3 separate regions of the Mus musculus genome follow, and regions 1 and 3 are each linked to region 2. Evidence: chromatin contacts called from public Hi-C and HiChIP or PLAC-seq data. All regions are on one chromosome and are shown on one strand. Each heading gives the region's core, a stretch centred on a gene start, on an enhancer-like site or on the middle of the called end of the contact. The rest is flanking DNA. Distances are from core to core; before and after follow the strand shown. Region 1 has its middle 43 kb from the start of Gm39384. Region 2 has its middle 12 kb from the start of Gm27216. Region 3 overlaps Sh3bgrl2 (SH3 domain binding glutamic acid-rich protein like 2).

What was found. HiChIP or PLAC-seq counts read pairs in DNA pulled down with a chosen protein or histone mark. A called contact is a pair of places that touch in the nucleus more often than the background predicts.
Region 1: a Hi-C map of the G1E-ER4 cell line shows a contact between it and region 2, with 2.2 times the contacts expected there. The contact joins two enhancer-like sites. A contact is called at or near these places in 1 of 15 datasets of contacts at CTCF or cohesin (large pre-B cells), 2 of 484 Hi-C or Micro-C datasets (the G1E-ER4 cell line and liver) and 1 of 115 datasets of contacts at active chromatin or transcription factors (large pre-B cells).
Region 3: a RAD21 HiChIP or PLAC-seq map of pro-B cells shows a contact between it and region 2, with 4 times the contacts expected there. The contact joins two enhancer-like sites. A contact is called at or near these places in 1 of 15 datasets of contacts at CTCF or cohesin (pro-B cells) and 1 of 9 other capture datasets (liver).

What each region holds. Positions count from the first base shown.
Region 1 is chr9:83,614,635-83,618,476 of GRCm38.p6, reverse strand. No RefSeq gene overlaps it. Among named protein-coding and RNA genes, the nearest start is that of Gm39384, 43 kb to the right of the region's middle. Within about 2 kb of position 2,371, at least 26 of the 459 cell types and tissues checked have an H3K27ac peak or open chromatin away from gene starts, as enhancers often do.
Region 2 is chr9:83,264,265-83,267,833 of GRCm38.p6, reverse strand. No RefSeq gene overlaps it. Among named protein-coding and RNA genes, the nearest start is that of Gm27216, 12 kb to the right of the region's middle. Within about 2 kb of position 1,258, at least 9 of the 459 cell types and tissues checked have an H3K27ac peak or open chromatin away from gene starts, as enhancers often do. A contact at or near this core is called in pro-B cells, where this site is marked.
Region 3 is chr9:83,574,798-83,578,387 of GRCm38.p6, reverse strand. It overlaps Sh3bgrl2 (SH3 domain binding glutamic acid-rich protein like 2), which reads right to left. Exons shown (of 4, transcript NM_172507.5): 2 at 767-952. Among named protein-coding and RNA genes, the nearest start is that of Gm39384, 3.4 kb to the right of the region's middle. Within about 2 kb of position 1,532, at least 57 of the 459 cell types and tissues checked have an H3K27ac peak or open chromatin away from gene starts, as enhancers often do. A contact at or near this core is called in pro-B cells, where this site is marked.

The DNA.
Region 1 (3,842 bases), core at 1,122-3,621, 350 kb before region 2:
AACAAACAAAACATTGGAGTGGGTAGCAAGTCTGCCATCAGAATTTATTAATGATTTAATTATTAAAACACCTTGCTTTTTTGAGAAAAGAGGCTGTTTGTATTTCATAGAACTGATCAAGGTATTCTCCTGGTGTCCAGGAGTGAGTTCAAATTTGATGAGACCTGGAGCTTATTTAAAGTTAAGAAAACAAAATTAGATATGCTGACTTGAATCCCACTCAAGTCTTTCCCCATCTCTTTCAGTACTTGGCTACATTGGATTCACCTGTGTACCTGGGTGGACATGGAATCCAGTCTTTTTACTTTGAAGAACATAGACTCTAAAAAGAGCGATGTGAATGGATTTGGAGAGCTTCTTTATTCCAAAAGGAAAATTTTAGCAAACTTTGAACATAAAGCTCCCAAGGAGACAGACCCTGAGTCAGAGGAATGCTGTCTCATGTTAAAACAGAGCTTTTGGAGCCCTTGGTACAAAGTACAACTTGTCACTAACAACTGAGAGAGGAGGAGGGGGAGGAGGAGGAGGGGGAGGAGGAGGAAGAGGAAGAGGGAAGGCCTGATGAGATGGCTCAGCAGACAAAAGCGCTTGTTGCTAGGCTTTGACGACTTGAGTTCTGTATCAATAACCCACATAGTAGAAGAAGAGAACGGACTCTCACAAGTAGTCCTTTTATCTCTACACATTCGTTATAGTGAGCACTTGTTCATGTATACACATACACACACATACACACACACACACACATACACACACACACACACATACACACACACACACATACACACACACACACATACACATACACACACACATACACACACACACACATACATACACACACACACACACACACATACACACACACACACACACACAGAGTGTAAGACAAAGTCAAAGAAACAGACAAAACAAAAAGGTATACATTTGCCTTATACATAACCCTTGCCACTTACATTTTAACCAGAGAGAACTTGGCTTTTGATGAGACAAGAGGAAGAACTTAATTAAGGTTCTGGTCTATACTTTGACTATGGGCAGTGTTTCCCACTGACTAGCTTATGGCTACAGTGTTCTATACTATAAGCCTTTTCGGCAGCTGATGTTGGACATGGGGATAACATGAGTCCCTCAGGCCTTGCATCACTGCATCACTAATGTGAGCGGGCACCATCGGCAGAGAGGGGATTCCTCCAGCTCATCATACTCCTGGCAGTAAGATCCCAATGCAGACAGTGATGGTGAACCACACAGTTCTTAACATCTCCTCAACTCAACTTCCCCTTAGCTAAACTTGGCCCACAGACAACCCAACACATCGATTTCAAAAAACATGACAGGAATCTGGAGAGAAGGAGGCAGTCATCTTAGCTGATCTTGCAATTAATTTTATACAAACAAACTTCTGTTGTCTGGACTTTAAATATCTCCTAAAAGCCCACGTGTTAAATGCTTGATCTCCAGCCTGGGGTGCAACTGAGAGGCAGCAGAACTCTGGCAAGTCGAGCCTAGTGGAAGGAAGTTAGCTCGCTGGGGATGTGTCCCTGAAGGGAATGCAAGGACCCTTTCCCCTCCTCCCCTCCCTGAGGGGAATGCCATTACTAAACAAGGAGAGGTAGACACTAGCCTCTCTCCTTCCCTATTCTTTTACCCAGCCCTGTAGAGCACTGCTAATGTGGAGGAAATGCAGCTCTTGCATTCTGTGAATGGGCTACATAGAATGGGACAAACTGTGGTAGCGACGTGGTGGCAGAGTCAGCCTCCCAACTAAAACAGAGCTGATCTGACTAAACAGACACGTCCCTTCTTCCCTCCTTGTGACAGACTTAACTGATTCAGCATTTGAAAACAGACACTAAGGCGGCATATTTGTGCTTTCTAGTTAGCATTCCTTTGTTAGAAACTCGTCCTCAGGCACGCAGACTATTCCTAGGCTTGCTTATACCTAGAAACAGATTGGAGGAAGTTGAGTGAGTGACAGGTCCTCGCCTGCAATGCTTTAAGGAAGTGCCTGTCAGGTAGGCAGGCAGCCAGATGACAAGTCCACACACTTCATCAACTCCACTGTACACAAAGGGCGAGGTAAGACTGCACATTCTCTATGGGTTAAGAAAACAAAGGGGAGTGCATGGCTCATAAAGCTTCAAATATATATGATCTGGCCCACTGCAGGAAAAGCACACTAAGCCTTGGATCAACAGTAAATTATATGAGGGAGGGCACTCAATTGTCCCTTGAACAATGTTTACAAACTGCATGTCACCACTGATAGCAGGCTGTGACATTAACTTGTTGTTTGAAGTCAGGACGGTATGACACTATTATCTCAACCAAAACTTAGACACTGAAACCATGACCTTCAGTGTCTTGGAATGTCTCTGTGTTCGGGGATAAAGCATTAGACATTGTCCTGTCCCTGACACTGCTAACTGAAGCTTTGCTTGTTACAAAGCCTGATCAGGTCTTGCTATGATTCATGGGGCTTTGGTCATAATTAAGTGAGGTCTTTGGGGTGGGCCTTAATCCAGTATAACTAGAGTCCTTACAAGAGAAGAAATTTGGGGGGCTGGAGAGATGGCTCAGCAGTTAAGACACTGACTGCTCTTCCCGAGGTCCTGAGTTCAAATTCCAGCAACCACATGGTGGCTCACAACCATCTGTAATGGGATGCGATGCCCTCTTCTGGTGTATCTGAAGCTACAGTATACTCTTATACATTAAATAAATATTTTTTTTTAAAGAGAAGAAATTTGGATATAGTCACTCCAAGATGCCCATTAGCACCAACTCTGCTGACACCTTGACTGTAGGACCTTCAAAACATAAATATGCATAAATTTTAGAAATATGAGAAAGACTGACTAGGCAATGTCTATGAGCTCTGTACAGTAAAATAATGTTTATAAAATTTAATTATATATTACATGTGTGTATACTTAGTTTTAATGTGTGATATACATTTTCCATATGGGTCATGGTAAAACAAAAATTTGGATAGCCACTTGCTTAGAACAGATGTGCTCAGTGGATTTTTTTTTTCTTTTGGTTTTTCAAGACAGGGTTTCTCTGTATAGCCCTGGCTGTCCTGGAACTCATTCTGTAGACCATGCTGGCCTCAAGCTCAGAAGTCCACCTGCCTCTGTCTCCCAAGTGCTGGGATTAAAGGCATGTGTCTCCACTGCCTGGCACTCAGTGGATTTTTTAAGAGTACCTGCATTATTCTATCCAGGTCCTTATTGGGGTTGCTGACAATTTTTATACTTTACTGTTCTTTGTCTATAAAGAGGACTGCCCATTTGTTGTCCCCCACTTCTGATCTGATGCTGCAATCTCTTATGACATCACATCATAGACTTTACCATGAACAAAGCTGTTTCTCCCAAGGTCAGAGTTCACTTTGCTTTGCTTTGTAGCCATGCTCAGAACAAATGGTGGATTTGGGATGCAGCAGATGTCTCCAATATTCATCATCTAAGCAGCATAGCTTCCATCACTAGGCAAAAGCCCTCCACAGTCCTTTAGGGAGCCAATTCTGGTCATCTGTCCCATGGCACAGGCACAGGCACATGGCACAGGCTGGTGAAGGCCTTCCCTGATACTTGACATGTATGTGGTCCTTTGTTTAACCACTTGGATCTCTCTTGGAGCCGGTTTTCCTTCTGTACAGATGGGTTCTCTCTATGGGACAAAGCTCAGTTGTCTTTGGCCTTTGTCTGGCAAGTGATGATCCCATGACCTGTGGCTGGTCTTTCAGCCATGCCTCAGTAGTAGGCTTATAAGGCTGGAAGCTGGACTTAGTACCAGGTGAATGAGAGGAATGAAGGTTATAAACTAGAAATTAT
Region 2 (3,569 bases), core at 9-2,508:
GACACTCAGAGACCCTGTCCCCAGTTAGTTTTGATTGGTAAATAAAGTTGCCAGTGGCCAATGGCTGGGCAGGGAGACAGAGGCAGGACCTTAGGATCCCCGGGAAAGGACCAAGGGAAAAGGAAGAGGACAGTTGCCATGCTGGAATATATTTTAGTAAGTAATAACTCAGGAATATCTGAGGGGAAGTGTTACCCACATGAAAGTTTTAAGGCATATTAAAATACAAGGCTGTGTGTATGTGTCTTCCATTTTTGGGAACCCAGATCATCAGGGCAGGTGTGGCCATCACAGAATCGAATATATTATATAAAAAATCCATTTGCAATAAAAGAGAAAAAAAAGAGATGGTTCCTGGCAGTCCAAATTCTTAGGAAAGACCTGGAGAGGTGACTCAGGCATTGAAGACTTAGGCTCCCTAAACAAAAAGACAAGGATTTAACTCAGGAAAGAAACCAAGATTGTGTGGACTATAAAGAAAAAAGCCGCCTACTTTTATTTTTTTGAATATTTATTTGTATTATAAAACGGATTAATAATAAAATAGGTAATAAAGTAATAAGCAAATAAATAAATTGTGTGTGTGTGTGTTTTTTTTATATGTGTATCCTACACAGTCCAGAAAAGGGCCTGTGTTCCCTGGAGCTAGAGTTACAAGCAGTTGTGAATCAACATATGTGAGAACTCAGACGTGGGTCCTCCGAAAGAGCTGTATGAACTCGGTTAACTGCGGAACTATCTCTCCACTCCACTTTGAAATGCTCAGTTGTGTTATTTGCCACAAAATATAGATTCAAATTCTTACTGATTATACATTAAATTTATAGTAATTGTATATTTCTAAACTAACCTCTAAGTTCAGAAATTAATCAATGATGCTTGACTTTCGGCCCTCCAAACTTCTACACCATTGCTACTATAATTTCTTATATAACTGACTTCTGGCTAGATTACCGAAGTCATCTGTTGCCCTTTGGGAAGAAGATGTGCCTTGTAATGGGGAGGTCTATTTCTTTGCTTTCTTTCCTAACTGGGCCTTAGCATTCTATTTGACATTTTTGCCCTGTATATGTGGTATATTTCCCTCAGGAACTTGAGGGCACGTGTAAACAGGAAAACCACAGGGGGCTTAATAATCGTGAGTAACGGCACTGGAAAACAGGGCACACCTGCAGCACACATTCGCCTTCTACCCCCTTGAATGGAACTGTGGTCAGGGACTCCAGGGAGCCAGGTATGAGGTTTTCAATTAATAGATGACAAAAGAAATATTAATAGTCCCACCACATGACCGATTCCTTTCTGTATGAACTAGGACTATATACAGTGTGTAGAAACAGAATGATAAGCCACCAGGCAAGGTGGTAATTGAAGAGGGAGTTGCAGGAAATCTAGGTGAGAACGGCAGGCATATTTGACACTTGTCTTCCTTATGGTCCCAGAATGGCACTTGAGAAGCTGCTTGTATGATTAAGAGAGGAAACCTAGGAACAGCGACAGAGTCAATAATGTAGGAACAACATGGAGGCTGCGTGGCTGAAAGATGAGATCAGGACAGTGGAAAGGCTCACTGTAATGAACAGAGCCCATTCCCGGAGCGGCGCAATCAGCATCATCAACGTGATTAGAAACATTCACAGCATTGCAAAGAATAGGTGCTCAACATCCAGCAGGGCCTGATTCACGAGCGCACGTGTGTGTGTGTGTGTGTGTGTGTGTGTGTGTGTGTGTGTGTGTATCTGGATAGAGTGAGAGGGGTCATCAATGCCAGCCGGAATGCTGTAGAAAAAAATACGGCGGTGGGGACTTCTCGGGGTGATGTAAATGGGAAATCCCAAAGAACTCTGGGACAGGTTCCAGCTCTTTCACAGTGCAGGGCACTATGATACCGCAAGGGCTTCCCAGTCCTCCTGAGGGCACTAGCACCCCACCCAATATTGATGTCTTCTCCTTTTCCTGCTTCATAGTGTTTAAGTAACAAACGTGGGAAACAAAAAGGATACATTTATATATAGCTAGATATGGATCTTTATTTCTGGGTCAGAGGAAATCAGAAAAGCTAAGAAAACTACCAGACAACTCTAGAAACAGTCTTTAGAGTAACGGCAGCTGGAGAGAGCAAAGGCAGCCATTCCACGTCTGGGAAGAGCAGGGACCCATGGCTGCCCCCAAACAACTTCCACGTGGACCCTGTCAGTCATAGACAGATCCATACTTACATGTTTACTATTTTTCAGCTATGCTGCTACAAAGAGAAGATAATTAAATAATTTCTACCAGACACCCAGATGTAACAGTATTATTTGGTGAGCTGAGCTGTAAGATTTAAAAGGGAGATAATGTTTAAAGTTTTCTGTATAAGACAATCAAAGAAAAATTCTAAGTGTTAATTACCATGGGGTTTCACTTCTAACTGAATCATGTGAATTGAGTGGTACCTAGAGAAACCTTTAAAGATGCCCTATTTAAGTACAGGATACACCATTAAACATGTCATCTGAACGAATAATAGCACAGTCCAGATTCTTTTTTTCCACAACCCCCTGATTCCATATTAGTAGTGACATAAGGCTAAATGTCATTGTTATTTTCTTCTCCTTATGCAGCTAGAGTTTATTGGCCTTCATTGCTTCCTGCTGAGGCATCTTTTTATATTAGTTCCCACACAGTGTGATTTGAAAAGTCTGCCTTCACGGAGGGTTCCAGAACACACTGTCCTTCTTCCTCTTGTGATTCTCACTGTTTTCTGGCACGATTCCCCCACTACCTGGAAGTGGCTGGCAAACCTCTGTGTGCTCCCCAAACATCCACACATTATGATATATGCTCATGCCTATGTCTTTTTTTTTTAAACTAGTTTTTCCCACCAGCTTTATTGACACTGCAGGATCTGGGGGTCACCTGAAAACTCTGCTGTTTTGCCTTTCCCCCTGACTCCTGGATGAAGACTTCCAGACAGGCACTGTCTGTATGGAATTCTTCTACAAGGAGTGGCATACTGATGTCTGACCTGGCCCTGAGCAGCGGGTCTTCATGTGTTGTGTCTTTCATGGGGTGTTATGCAGTACTGGGCTTCATTAAAGGCTCTGAGGAGGAGCACTATGTCTTCAGCAACTGTATCCTTATGTAGAGTCATCGTTAAATAATATCACCAAGGACTGACTACCCAACATACAGACAGCCTTCCATGGCAAAGATGGAGATGAATGGGTTCAAGCTCCCTGAAGATGATGGGCAAAAGCAGACTTAGAGAAGGTCAAGGCACTAGACAATGTAAGCCTTGGCATGGGGCAGAGTTACAGCAAAGTCCCCTGATGCCACCACAGAGCCAGGATGTCCTCACAGAAGGCTCTAAGCTTCCTTATCCTGCTCTAAGCTTCCCCAATATGTCACCATGCTGAAGCAGAAAGAGAAATCTTACCATGTGATAACTAGGATTCCTTCTGAAGGAATATAGTACTTGTATCTGAGAAAGAAATCAAATAACTGGTGGTGGTGGTAGTAGTGATGGTGCAGGTACACACCTTTAAATCCCAGCACTCAAGAGACAGAGGCAGGCAGATCTCTGA
Region 3 (3,590 bases), core at 283-2,782, 310 kb before region 2:
CCTGGCTTCTCACTCTCTTTTCTGCCTCTACACCCACCAAAACATACTATTACCTCTTCTCCACCCTAATGACAACCCAGCCACTTACAGCATCTGTGGTTCTCTGCACTGGTGCTCTTTAAAAGGACCGCGGTCCCAAAATAAACACGTGTGTGGCATTTAAAGCTGTGGTAAAAGTTAAATCCCAACCGACTCAGCAGGAAGATTTTGTTTCTTAACCTAAGAAATAAGCGAGGTGGATAACTAGACAAACTGACTTCGCTTTCTCATATACCACCCAGCAGGAAGGCACCAAAACAGATTTTAGATATTCACAGCAATCCCTTGCTGATAATCTTTTTTTTCTTTCTAAATATGAATTCTGTTTTCTAATCAGCTATCAGTGGGGAATAATGATTCAAGAATAATTACCTCTCCAGTCTGGCCCTCAGACGTTTTAATGAAGAAACATGCTTAAAAAGTCAGAACACAATAAGCGCGTGCTCCCCTCTTCCCTTCCAAAGCAGAGAGAGGGACAGGATGGAAGACTGACAGGCACCCTCGAACTCCATTACATACCACACAATTCTCTAACGGCCCCCGTCTGTGCTGCTGAATTTGCAGCTGCTCTGAGCTCCACTCTCTGCTAGGCCTACGGCCCTGAAAAGTGCTGCATGAAGGCACTGCCTTTACTGTAAAGGATCCAAATGTACCCTGGGTTACACACCCACAGCGTTATGGGCAACAGAGGGAAAGAGTGTGGTATGGGAATGGTGCGGCCACTTACTCCACAGTATCGATCCCCATTAAATATCTGAGGTGGCAGAGGGTTGCCCTGCGCAGGCTTCTTCTCAGGGGGAATGTTTTTGTACATCCACTGCCTCTGTTCTTCCGACATGGTGATGTCCACTTCCTCGAACTCTATCTTGTTGGCTTCCAGAAACCGAACCACATCCTGCTGCTTCTTCTTGATCTAGAGAGAAGATAAACAAAGAGAGATGCTTACCTGGTGCACACATTTGCAGATTAGCCTGTTCTAGATTCCCTGTGGTCCGAGGGGATATGCACACTGCTCTCATTGTCTAGGCCAGGACAGAACCAGCTCTAATGCAGTGACTCCCACACCTAGACAACCCAAGAGGCTGAGGCTCAACCCTGATGCCCGCAAGGACAGAGGATGAGGGGACAGGTGAGATGGGATGGGCCACTCTCCACCTCCCCATCCTTCTGAAAGCTGATATTTACAATCAGGTAAGCCCCCACAGCTTAGGACCATTTGTAGGATCATTTGTAAGCCATGCATATCCCATCTGAGATGGACACTTCGGTGACCAAGGAAGAGCAGCAACCCTGCTATTCCTCTTGGGTTTTCCACAGCTACAATCATGACCAGGAAATAATTCTTTTATCAATTCACAAGAGGAAACATGACTCCCTCCTCACTTCTGTGAGGGTGAGACTAAGCCACAAAGCATCTTTCAGCCAACTCTGTCTTAACCCTTTTTATTCCTCCTCTGATTCTCCAAGGTTCCCTCTCCAGTCACTAGGGGTCAGCTGCGCTCCTCAGCAGCTTCGGCTGCATCAGCATGTCCTCGGATGAAGCCAGTATTCACTGTGTTAAACATGTCTTAAGCAGATTAAACATAAAACATGGCTGCCTTTTCTAAGTGACCAAAGAAGCAGCAATTTAAAAAAAAAATGTAAGGAATGAACAGACAGCCCAAAGCCTGAAGAACAAACTCTCACACAGATTTCCTCTACCTCCATCCATAGGTCCCCTTAGAGATCACCAGCAGTATGTGACTCTGAGGTTGGAAATCTGTAATATGCTATAATAAAATGGCTCTGATCAGCGGGTCTGAGAATGACTAACAGGACGGGGCAGTTCTCCAGACGCAGATAAAGTGCTGCCAAATAGCACATTGATAAGCCCACATACATGAAGCTGAGCTTCCTGTGTGGTGTTATAAATGAAGCCATCTTTCATTTTTAAAAAAAGAGACTGTTTTCCCTCACATGGGATGCATAATTTCAGAAATGTGCTTTTATTGTTTTGAAACTTTAACCTGAGGGCAAAAACAATTACTCACTCAGCGTGAAAACTAAGAAAGTGATTTTACTGCTTCTGTCTTACAGTTAAGAAAGCCAAGGTCAAGAGTGATTCCCCAGTGTTTGATCGAGGTCTGACGGCTGGTGTGCTGTTAAAACACTCAGTGCCACTCTCCTGCCTTATACCCTCCTTTTGTCATCCTCCCTCTGCCCTGAGGGACCATGCACACTTCTGGGCAGGGCTTTCATGATCCACTTCCTGAATGTAAAAAGCCCCAAATTCTGAGATCATAAAGCAGTGGCCTACAGTCCTGCTAACCCAGGCAGCACGTGTCAGAATCCAGAGGAGTGGGAATGGAGCTCAGCTTCTTAAGACTGCCCTGACCCTCATATGGGTCCCATAACTGTCAGGGGGTAGGGGTGGCAAAAAACAGTAACAGGTTTTGAACTCACAACAGGTCAAATACTAATTCCAACTCAACATATAATGAGCCTGGGGTGGCAGCATTCATCCATGAGGTATGGCATGACGTCCCTGCATCCTAGGTTCTGAACAGAATGCTCTCATCACAACACTCATGGCTGACCAATGCTGCCTGAAGCACCTTGGCTGGAGAATACTGTGTGTTACGAGAGGCACATTTTATATTTCGTACATGTAATATATTTAGGAGCATTATCTTGTTGGTGTATTTGTAACCTTTGCTACTGGAAAAGTACCACATGATGAATGATGAAATCTTGTCTCAGTCTGTAGTGGTGGCTGTAATGAAACACCACAGACCGGGTGACCTATGAAACAGGGAAGTCTGTTTCTGCTCATTCTGGAAGCTGAGAAGCCCAGGATCAAAATGTTAGCCCAGGATCAAAATCTGACCATTTCCTGGGTCACGGATGGAAGGAGCCCTTCTGTATGACCCCACTTGGAGGAAGAAACAAGTCAGGTCCCTGGGGCCTTATCCTTAGGGACACTAATCTCATTCCTCACCTCTCAACAGCTTCCTCCTGATTCCATCATATCAGACACCAGATTTAAACACATACATTGGAGGGGACACAAACAGTCCACACACAGCAGCATCTTTATAAAGGCTCCCAGTGCATGTCCCAATACTACTCCAGGTAAAAGCCTACAAGTGAGACTCATGAGCCCCCTGCCTCTGCCCTTTTGGCACATCTAACTGGCATGTGCTACCACAACAGGCACGATGAGTAGCATTCAACTGTCAAACTGCACAGATAGCTTTCAGGCTCCTGATGGACCCGTGCTAATCTGCTTTTACCAAGGCTGTAGCCATCCACAGGACTATAAGCAGTGCCTCAAGAGTGTCCAGCTTTTAACACCCTCCTCCTATGGCCAGGACCTCAAAGCTGCGTGAAATGACCCAAACCACTAAAACTTAAAGACATTAACACTGACAATGCTCAGAGATGAAGGGATAGGTCCCAAACAGAGATGACTGATGGACTTGGGGCAAAAGGGTGTGTTTCACTCACAGTTCTATAAAACACTCTCAGCAAATGCAGTAGGAGAGGAACTCAGTCAGGACAGGAACCTGAAG